2 separate regions of the Mus musculus genome follow, and region 2 is linked to region 1. The links are chromatin contacts, called in public promoter capture Hi-C maps. All regions are on one chromosome and are shown on one strand. Each heading gives the region's core, a stretch centred on a gene start, on an enhancer-like site or on the middle of the called end of the contact. The rest is flanking DNA. Distances are from core to core; before and after follow the strand shown.

What was found. Promoter capture Hi-C pulls out the DNA fragments that hold promoters and counts their contacts.
Region 2: a promoter capture Hi-C map of embryonic stem cells shows a contact between it and region 1, with 5 times the contacts expected there. The contact joins the enhancer-like site here to the promoter of Mak16 in region 1. A contact is called at or near these places in 7 of 39 promoter capture datasets (cranial neural crest, embryonic stem cells, frontonasal cranial neural crest and 4 more), 5 of 115 datasets of contacts at active chromatin or transcription factors (astrocytes, embryonic stem cells, large pre-B cells and 1 more) and 2 of 9 other capture datasets (adipose tissue and embryonic stem cells).

What each region holds. Positions count from the first base shown.
Region 1 is chr8:31,167,302-31,171,711 of GRCm38.p6, forward strand. It overlaps Mak16 (MAK16 homolog), which reads right to left and starts at 1,423. Exons shown (of 10, transcript NM_026453.3): 1 at 1,364-1,423. The coding sequence starts at 1,378.
Region 2 is chr8:33,657,981-33,662,250 of GRCm38.p6, forward strand. The region is part of intron 1 of Gsr (glutathione reductase); the gene reads left to right. Among named protein-coding and RNA genes, the nearest start is that of Gsr, 6.9 kb to the left of the region's middle. Within about 2 kb of position 2,736, at least 169 of the 459 cell types and tissues checked have an H3K27ac peak or open chromatin away from gene starts, as enhancers often do. A contact at or near this core is called in adipose tissue, astrocytes, embryonic stem cells and 2 more, where this site is marked.

The sequences.
Region 1 (4,410 bases), core at 173-2,672:
TACACACCATCATCACAACCTTATTACCTTCTACCTTGTCTCTCTAATGTGTTCTGCACTCTAAAGTAAAGGCACTGCCGTCTCCAAACACAAACCCTGGCGTTTGCTGGATGAGAACAATCCTACGGTCCTTACATCCCGGAACCTGGTGAAGTGCATAGTATATAAAAACGGTGCATCAAGTTGCAATCACTAAAGCCACATATGGGGGTGTGTGTGTGAGCATAAAGGTCTCTAGATGGACTGCACTGAAGAGCCAAGAAGGACCCTAGAGCAGTTAAAGGGGGGAAGAACGAAGGGCCAAAGAATAAAACACACAGGGGTAAGGATTGTAGGAAACGAGAAGTGGAGTGGGTGTATTATTCAGCTTCGTGGTCAGACCTCTTACACATCATTTGGTCACACCTCTTTCCTGGGCACCGGATTTGTCTGTGCGCCCAGCTGCCCACTTAGCATCTCTAAAAGGATCCCGATGGTAAACATACCCCAGTGCAACTCTCATTTTCACGCTCTTCTTAAATTAAAAAAAAAAAAAAATACAACAGTTCTCCCTAGTTCCCACTAAAAAAGACCTGGAAACCATTTCCTTCAAGGTTCTCCCTGACCTTGTCCGGGCAAGCCTATCAAATCCAGTCTCCCCCTCATCCTCTGGATTCCTGTAACAAGTCCTTCCCTATCTCTCATCTTTGTACCTTTACTATTCCTACGGCTCTTCAGTGGCTGCCTCAGTCCCAATTCTGGGGTTTTTAGCCCAATGTGACTGATCTACCGCTCTTTCTCCATTACTCCTCTTTCATAGTACCGTTATTCTCCATCCCCAGAGTGCTCATGAGAGCAGAGGTTTTTTTGGTTTTTTTTAAATGTCTTTTGCCCGACTGTTAACAACCAATCATCACACTGAACCTACACCAGTTGGATACTGGCTATGTACTTACAACTCTGTGAACAGACAAACGAAGTCTTACTTCCGAAACTACGCCTCGGGCAGGCTGCAGAGCAAAATAAAAAGCCTAACACTGGAGAGGTAGCGCTCATGGAGGAGTTCCCTAAGCACGGATTTTAAACATCGCATCTCTCCCGCCTTGCCACCCCGAGACAACTGCCGTTCAGATGGCAGCTGGCACAAAGGGCTTCACTGCCAAGCACTAGGGACTAAGGAAGCCCACCCGGCGGGCTGGGGCTGGGGTGGCCTGGCCTTCTACACGCGCGTGGGAAGCCACTATCGGAAATCGGGGCTCTGCAAGTCTCGCCATCCGGGAGAAGCGGAGACAAACGGGCCGTCTGAGCGTGCGGGACTGAATCCTAAATGAGCGAAATGCCGCGCAAAACCCAGTGGTGCCAAGGCGAGAGGAGGAAAACTCACGTCGTCCGACTGCATGGTGCCGGCAGCTCAGCTCGCCGCATTAGGAAGGACCGGGGAAGCGGCCACGCTTCTTCCGCGGAGCCACTTCCGGAGAGCCACTAACCTATCGCGAGAACGTCTCAGTGTCCCAGAAGCCCGTGACGTCCCCGGGCACAGTGAGCATGCGCGCTTCCGCGCCAGCGCACGCTTGGATCCTGGCGTGCTCGCCTCCGGCAGCCCTTGCCCTAGGAGCGCACATATCGTCTTGTCCTGCTTGCTGTGTCTCTGCGCGAGCTCCAAACCTCTAAAAAGTGGGGCTTCTTTGTCCTCTCTAACCCAAGGCGCACCCTCCGAGTCACTTGTGCACGCGCGGGGCTTTAATGCTAATTACCGTCCCATTTCTGGCCGTGGCCGCGTGCCTGGAAAGCCTGAAGCCGTCAGCTCTTTTACCAACCCGCGGGAACTTCTAGCAGCCATCTCCGTTCTCACTTTGAAACACACACGGCAGTGTCGTATGGGGAAACAACATAACAAACGAAAAAAACCTGTATGCATGTGACCCCCAAACGGACAGATTCTACTGTCGCTCCCTTGCTCCTTCTGTAAGGATCAAACTCGGGTTACCAGACTCACACTCCTTCCTGAGCCATTATCCAGGCCTGAGAAAGTGCTTTTAAAAGGTCAGCAGGAGTGATAATAAAATGAGGGTTGCTTCCCCAGTTCTCCCTTTTGAAAGCCATTAAGTAGTTCAAGTGATTTTGAAGAAATTGTCATGTGCCAAATACAGTCCCGGACAGAGCAATGAAGGGGAACAATGTTCTACACCCTCAAGGTCCTTACTTAGCAATGGGATTCAGAGACTTGTACCATAAACTGTATAATATAATGTTTAAGTACTGTTAAGTGCTGTAAAAGCAACGAGGCAGCTGTGAACACTCAGCTAGTGGGGAGGTTGGTTCGGGAGCTTGAGACCAACTTGAGTTTTACAGGGAGGTCATAGCCGGATGCTGGCAATGGTGATAACGATGAGGATAACGCAAAGTAAGTTAGTGGAGACAGGTTCTTTTAGAAAGGTTTATATGTAGCAGACAATGGCCTAGTCGGTCATCAATGGGAGGAGAGGCCCTAGATCCTGTGAAGGTTCTATGCCCCAGTATAAGGGAATGCCTGGAGTGGAATGCCAGGAATGGGAGTGGGTGGGCTGGGGAGCAGGGGGAGGGGGTAGGGGATTTTCGGAGGGGAAACTAGGAAAGGGAATAACCTTTGAAATGTAAATAAAATATCTTTTAAGAAAGGAAGGTTTATTGGGAGAATGCGGTAGAAGTAAGTGATAATTAGGTAGAGAATCACATTGAGGTAATGCAGTAAGTTGTGGCATCAGGGTGTGTGTGCCTTTTAAGGAAAGATAATGAAGAGCCCTACACTTAAGGAGATAGTTGGAGTAAAAACAGACAAAGGAAAAGTGTGGGCTAGAGAACGGAGAGCAAGAGGAAAGATCAGTAGGAAATTAAACCAGGAGGAACCCAGACCCAAAGTATATGCAGCCTTACAGTACAGCAAAGTATATGACCTTTGTGGTAAACATCTGAGGTCTGCATGCTAGATTGCATCTCTGATGAAACAGTAACGTATGACAGCGTGATATTGCTCTCCTCACAGCTCTCAAACTGAGTGTGGGTGCAGCCAACAGTGTGGTTGGCCTTGTGTGTGGTTGTGGGGAACCCAGTGCCTTAATCATGCTAGGCAAGGTTGTACCATTGAGCGACACCTGTCACCCTGTATTGAGCTACATCTGGCTGTCTATTTGTTTTTTGAGAAAGAGTGTCAGTGTAACAGTCTGGCATGCAACTCATTGTATAGCAACCCAGGCTGACCTCACACCTGTGAGCAATCCTCCTGTCCCCCCACCTTCTCCACTGGGATTACAAATGTGAGCCCCAACATTGAGCTGTGAATAATTTTAAAAGGTGATGGCACCCACTGCCTTCAAGGAGAAAGGTATCCTCCCACAATGCGCCACCAAACTGTGAGGTCCAAAGAGGCCGAATAAAGGGATGCAATTCCCTGACAAGATTATGAACTTCACACAGCAGTGTGTAATGGTATCAGGTTACACTGAGAAAATAATGGGACAGAATAGAGAGCTAGGAACATTTCCACCCATACGAGGTGAGCAGGCACACCAGAATTTGCACTGCATCAGAGAAAGTGTCCCTACACCATTGATGGGACAATAGGTCATTTGCATGACAAAACTCACAGAAAGCTACACTAAGGCCATCCTAACTGAAGAAAGGGAAGTGGGGAGTGGTAGAGTATTCTTTTAAGTGCTGGGGGGAAAGTTCACAGAGAACCATGCCCAGGTAAAAAGTTCCTTACGAATGAAGGAAAAAATCATATGACAGGTTCTGCTAAAGAAAAACCAAGAGAAATAGTTGGTGCCAGAGAACCTACAAGAATGGGTTTTCCAAGTTCTATAAATGAAACAGAAATTTTGGATTCTGCGGAGAAAACTATGCATAGCACTTGGGAAGTTCTTCACCTTTGAAACTTTAGCTTGTGCCTGGTGTATAAACTGAAGACATGACAACTCCAAGGGATGATTGAGAGAAAGGCTTTTACTCTGTAGATATGAGGGATAATACAGCCAGAAGCATCTGGAAGAATCCAGAACACAAAGAGAAAGTAGTAGATTGGACATGACCAGCAGATTGCACCAGACCATGAGAGGAGACAGAGCGAGAGAGGAAGAGAAAGGGATCAAGAGAGAGGGGCAAGAGAAGAGGCCAAGAGAGCACAGCTAAAATACCAGGGTTATACAAGAATGAGAAGTTGGAGTTTAGAGTAGGGGATGGGAAGAGAAGAGCCCACAGGTGCTGAATAGCCTGGGAACTAGCATGTGCTTTGGTAAGCCAGTAGACATCACATATAGCCTTTAGTCCCTTTTGAGAGTGAGGAAGAAATGGATCAGGCCATTGGTAGAGGGGAACAGGCCCCAGAATTTGGGGGAGTGGAGTTTCCTTGGGACCTGACACTAGGTAATGAAGGCAGCGTGTGTGATGTTACAT
Region 2 (4,270 bases), core at 1,486-3,985, 2.5 Mb after region 1:
AGGAACCAGGTATTATTGTACTAAACTCACGAGAGCTGAGGTGGTAGCCTAGCGGTAGCACGCTTGCCTGACATTCGTGAGACCCTGGGAACCCCCAAAACAGAAACATACAGCAAGCCATAACACTCTTTTTTTTTCTTCCCTATTTATTTATTTATTTATTTATTTATTTATTTATTTATTTATTTATTTATTTTTATGTATATGAGTACACTGTAGCTGTCTTCAGACACACCAGAAGAGTGGGCATTGGATCCCATTATAGATGATTGTGAGCCACCATGTGGTTGCTGGGAATTGAACTCAGGACAAGCAGTCAGGGTGCTCTTCACCACCGAGCCACCTCTCCAGCCCAAGCCCTAACATTCTTAACTAGGGCTCTCCCTCACGAGTCTTCACCCCAGAGCGCCTGATTTAGGGTTTCTGGAGTAAAACCGTACCGATGTCATTTTCAAAAGTGGCACCCATTTTTTTTTTTTTTTTTTTTAGGTTTTTTGAGACAGGGTTTCTCTGTGTAGTCCTGGCTGTCCTGGAACTCACTCTGTAGACCAGGCTGGCCTCGAACTCAGAAATCCGCCTACCTCTGACTCCCGAGTGCTGGGAGGTGTGCGCCACCACGCCCGGCTGGCACCACGTTTTTGTGAGTGAGTCAGATGCAGTGCGGGGCTGTTGTTGGAATAAGGACTAGGAAGGCTTGAGAAGGGGTCCAGTGAAGCCCTGAAGGGTTGGACCAAGGCGGCAGGGAGCTTTGTCAAACTGTTTGTGCCTTCCAGTTTCATGGTGGTGCACTTCTGAAGAAAGCAGCCCAGTACATCTCTTAAGGATGTCTACCTCACGACTGTTTGCTTTTTTTTCTTCCTACTTCTGGGTCATCTCCTTCCCCAAGACTTTACTCCAGTGATAGGGTAGAAAGACCCTCCCCTCAGAGGTACATGTGGCCAAAATGAGTGAGTTGGTACCATGATGTTGGTACCCTATCCCCAGTGTGCTGCTATTTGGAGATGCTGAGGTTAGGTGACGACATGAGAGTGATGAGGGAGACCAGGGTTTTTTGTTTTGTTAATTTTACTTATTAATTTTTATGTGCATTGATGTTTTGCCTGCATATCTGTCTTTGTGTCTGAGGGTGTCAGAGCCCCTGGCATTGGAGTTACAGACAGTTGCCAGCTGCCATGTAGTTGCTGGGAATTGAACCCAGGTCCTTTGGAAGAACAGCCAGTGCTCTTAACCGCTGAGCCATCTTCCCAGCCCCAAGACCAGGGCTTTCTTTCCCGTGTCAGCACTTGGATGCCAGATTTCCCAGCCTCTAGACTGAGAAACGTGGGTCAAGTAAATTCTCCAGTCTGGTGTTTTGTTATGACTGCTTGGACTAACATGATTGGTATGTGTCTAAAAGCTCAGTTTTCTTTCTTAGCGATTTTTAAAAATTAAAGAAAAGTTTGTGTATGTCCGTGTCTCACATGTTTCTAGTTGACCTTGAACTCTGTAGCTAGGGATAACCTTGCATCGTTTTCTCCTTTTGTTTTGTTTTGAGACAGGGTCTTTCTTACTCTGTGGTCCAGGCTGTCTTCAATTTTGCCATCTTTCTGCCGTAGCCTCTCCAGTGTTGGAATGACTCATTTTCCTCCATTCTGGCTCCACTTTTTATTTTATTTTATTATTTTTAAAAAATATTTATTTATTATTATATATAAGTTTACTGTAGCAGACATCAGACACACCAGAAGAGGGTGTCAGATCTCATCACGGGTGGTTGTGAGCCACCATGTGGCTGCTGGGATTTGAACTCAGGACCTTTGGAAGAACAGTGAGTGCTCTTACCCACTGAGCCATCTCACCAGCCCCTCCACTTTTTATTTGAGTTTTCTGATGATTTATTTATTTATTTATTCTATGTATATGAGTACACTGTAGCTGTACAGATGGTTGTGAGCCACCATGTGGTTGCTGGGATTTGAACTTGGGACCTTCAGAAGAGCAGTCAGTGCTCCCAACCGCTGATCCAACCTCACCAGCCGCCCACTTTTTATTTTTTTTTTTTAATAGAATCTGTTCCTTTAAGACTTCGATGTTGAGTCAGGTGTTAAGAAGCCAGGTAGGAGATGGGCTTGCCCAGCACTGGACTGAAAACTGTAGCATCAAGAACCGCTGCTAAATCGAGCCACAGAGAAAGGCATTCGCAGACCCAATAGTGTGCGTCCATTGGAGTTCCTCCAGAGTTTTCAGAACCAGTCGAAAACCAAGTAAAGAAAAACAACCCGTGGTTGGTAGAGTTTTGCATTGTATTATCTCTTTTCCCCCAGAATTAAAGAGAACCCCCTATTGCCCAGGGCAGTGCAGAAGAAACACTTTGAGTGTGATCTTTGAATTAAGTTCTCAAAAGTACAAACCAGTGTGAAACTCACCCAAAGGCAGGCTGAATCAGAGCCCCTGGGAGCTTCAGTCCTCCCTCCAGGCAGACCTTGGAGGAGCTGAGGGGGGAACCCTCTGGCTTCTGCTCCCTTGCTCTGTAGGGTCCCCAGCTCCAGTGCTTGCTGCGTGTACTGGTTCTGGGATTAGGTGGAGCCCAGTTCTTGTGGGATTCAGCACATCTCCCCAGCAAGCCTTTGTGTGGTAAGGGTTGACTGAGTGACTGGCAAAGCTTTCTTTGTTTCTAATTTACTGGGAACTGGGCTGTACAGCGCTGCGGGAGAAAGCCACAGGGCAGGCCTGGGAAAGGGTTGTTCCCTAGATTATGGCTCGCCCAGTGAGCAAACAGTGACTTAGCAACATGCTAATCATAGCGAGCGCACTGTCCACAGAATGTGCTTTTAATTTCCCAATGTAGATTTCTAACAGCCCAGGCTAAAGGAAGTTCACTTCCTTTAGTTCTCATGGGTTCCCCTTAAAAAACAGAGCATTGGCTCTCATCTGCTCTGTGAATGTAGGACTTCATAAAATGAGACCAGCCTGTTCCCTTAACTGTTCACTGAATAAGTGGTTGTAAAGAGAGAGCCTTGTTGGAGTTGGTAATAAAATATTATTTAACTTTGGTCATTCGCCTTGTTGATTGGCTTTTTTTTTAAGTGGTCCTACTATATTTTTATTTGTAAAAAGAATGTTATTAGCTGGGTAATGGTGGCACACACCTTTAATCCCAGCACTCGGGAGGCAGAGGCAGGAGGATCTCTGTAAGTTGAAGGCCATTCTGGTCTACAGAGCTAGTTCCAGGATAGCCAAGGCTATACAGAGAACCCCTGTCTTGAAAAATGAAAACCAAACAATAGTTTTTGTTTGTTTGTTTGTTTGAATTTGAGATGATTTTGCCACCTCTAACATGGAATTTCCTAGATGTCGAAAGTTCAGTAAGCCAGGCTTTCTGACTGCATCTAGGGATGAGATCATCACAAAACAGGACCAGGCCTGCAAAATGGCTCAGCAGGTGGAGATGCTCCCTGCTGAGACTCGTGATTTTTTTCCAATTTTTTATTAGATATTTTCTTTATTTACATTTCAAATGCTATCCCGAAAGTCTCCTATACCCTCCCCCCACCCTGCTCCTCTAGCCACCCACTCCCATTTCCCGGCTCTGGCGTTCCCTTGTACTGGGGCATATAAAGTTTGCAAGACCAAGGGGCCTCTTCCCAGTGATGGCCGACTAGGCCATCTTCTGCTACATATGCAGCTAGAGACAGGAGCTCCAGGGTACTGGTTAGTTCATATTGTTGTTCCACCTATAGGGTTGCAGATCCCTTTAGCTCCTTGGTTACTTTCTCTAGCTCCTGCATTGGGGGCCCTGTGATCCATCCAATAGCTGACTGTGAGCATCCACTTCTGTGTTTAGCATAGCCTCACAGGAGACAGCTATATCAGGGTCCCTTCAGCAAAATCTTTCTGGCATATGCAATAGTATCTGGGTTTGGTGGCTGATTATGGGATGGATCCCTGGGTGGGGCAGTCTCTGGATAGTCCATCCTTTCTTCTTAGCCCCAAACTTTTTCTCTGTAACTCCTTTCATGGGTATTTTCCCTATTCTAAGGAGGAATGAAGTATCCACACGTTGGTTTTCCTTCTTGAGTTTCATGTGTTTTGCAAATTGTATCTTGGCTATCTTGGGTATTCTAAGTTTCTGGGCTAATATCCACTTATCAGTGAGTGCCTATCTAATGACTTCTTTTGTGATTGGGAACAATATTGTTTTTGAAGGGCAAACAAGCAAGTTTGTTCAGAAGCAAAGAAGTAGCTTCCTATAGCTGGGGGCGGAGGGGGGGCTTGAAAATGAGTTGCCTGG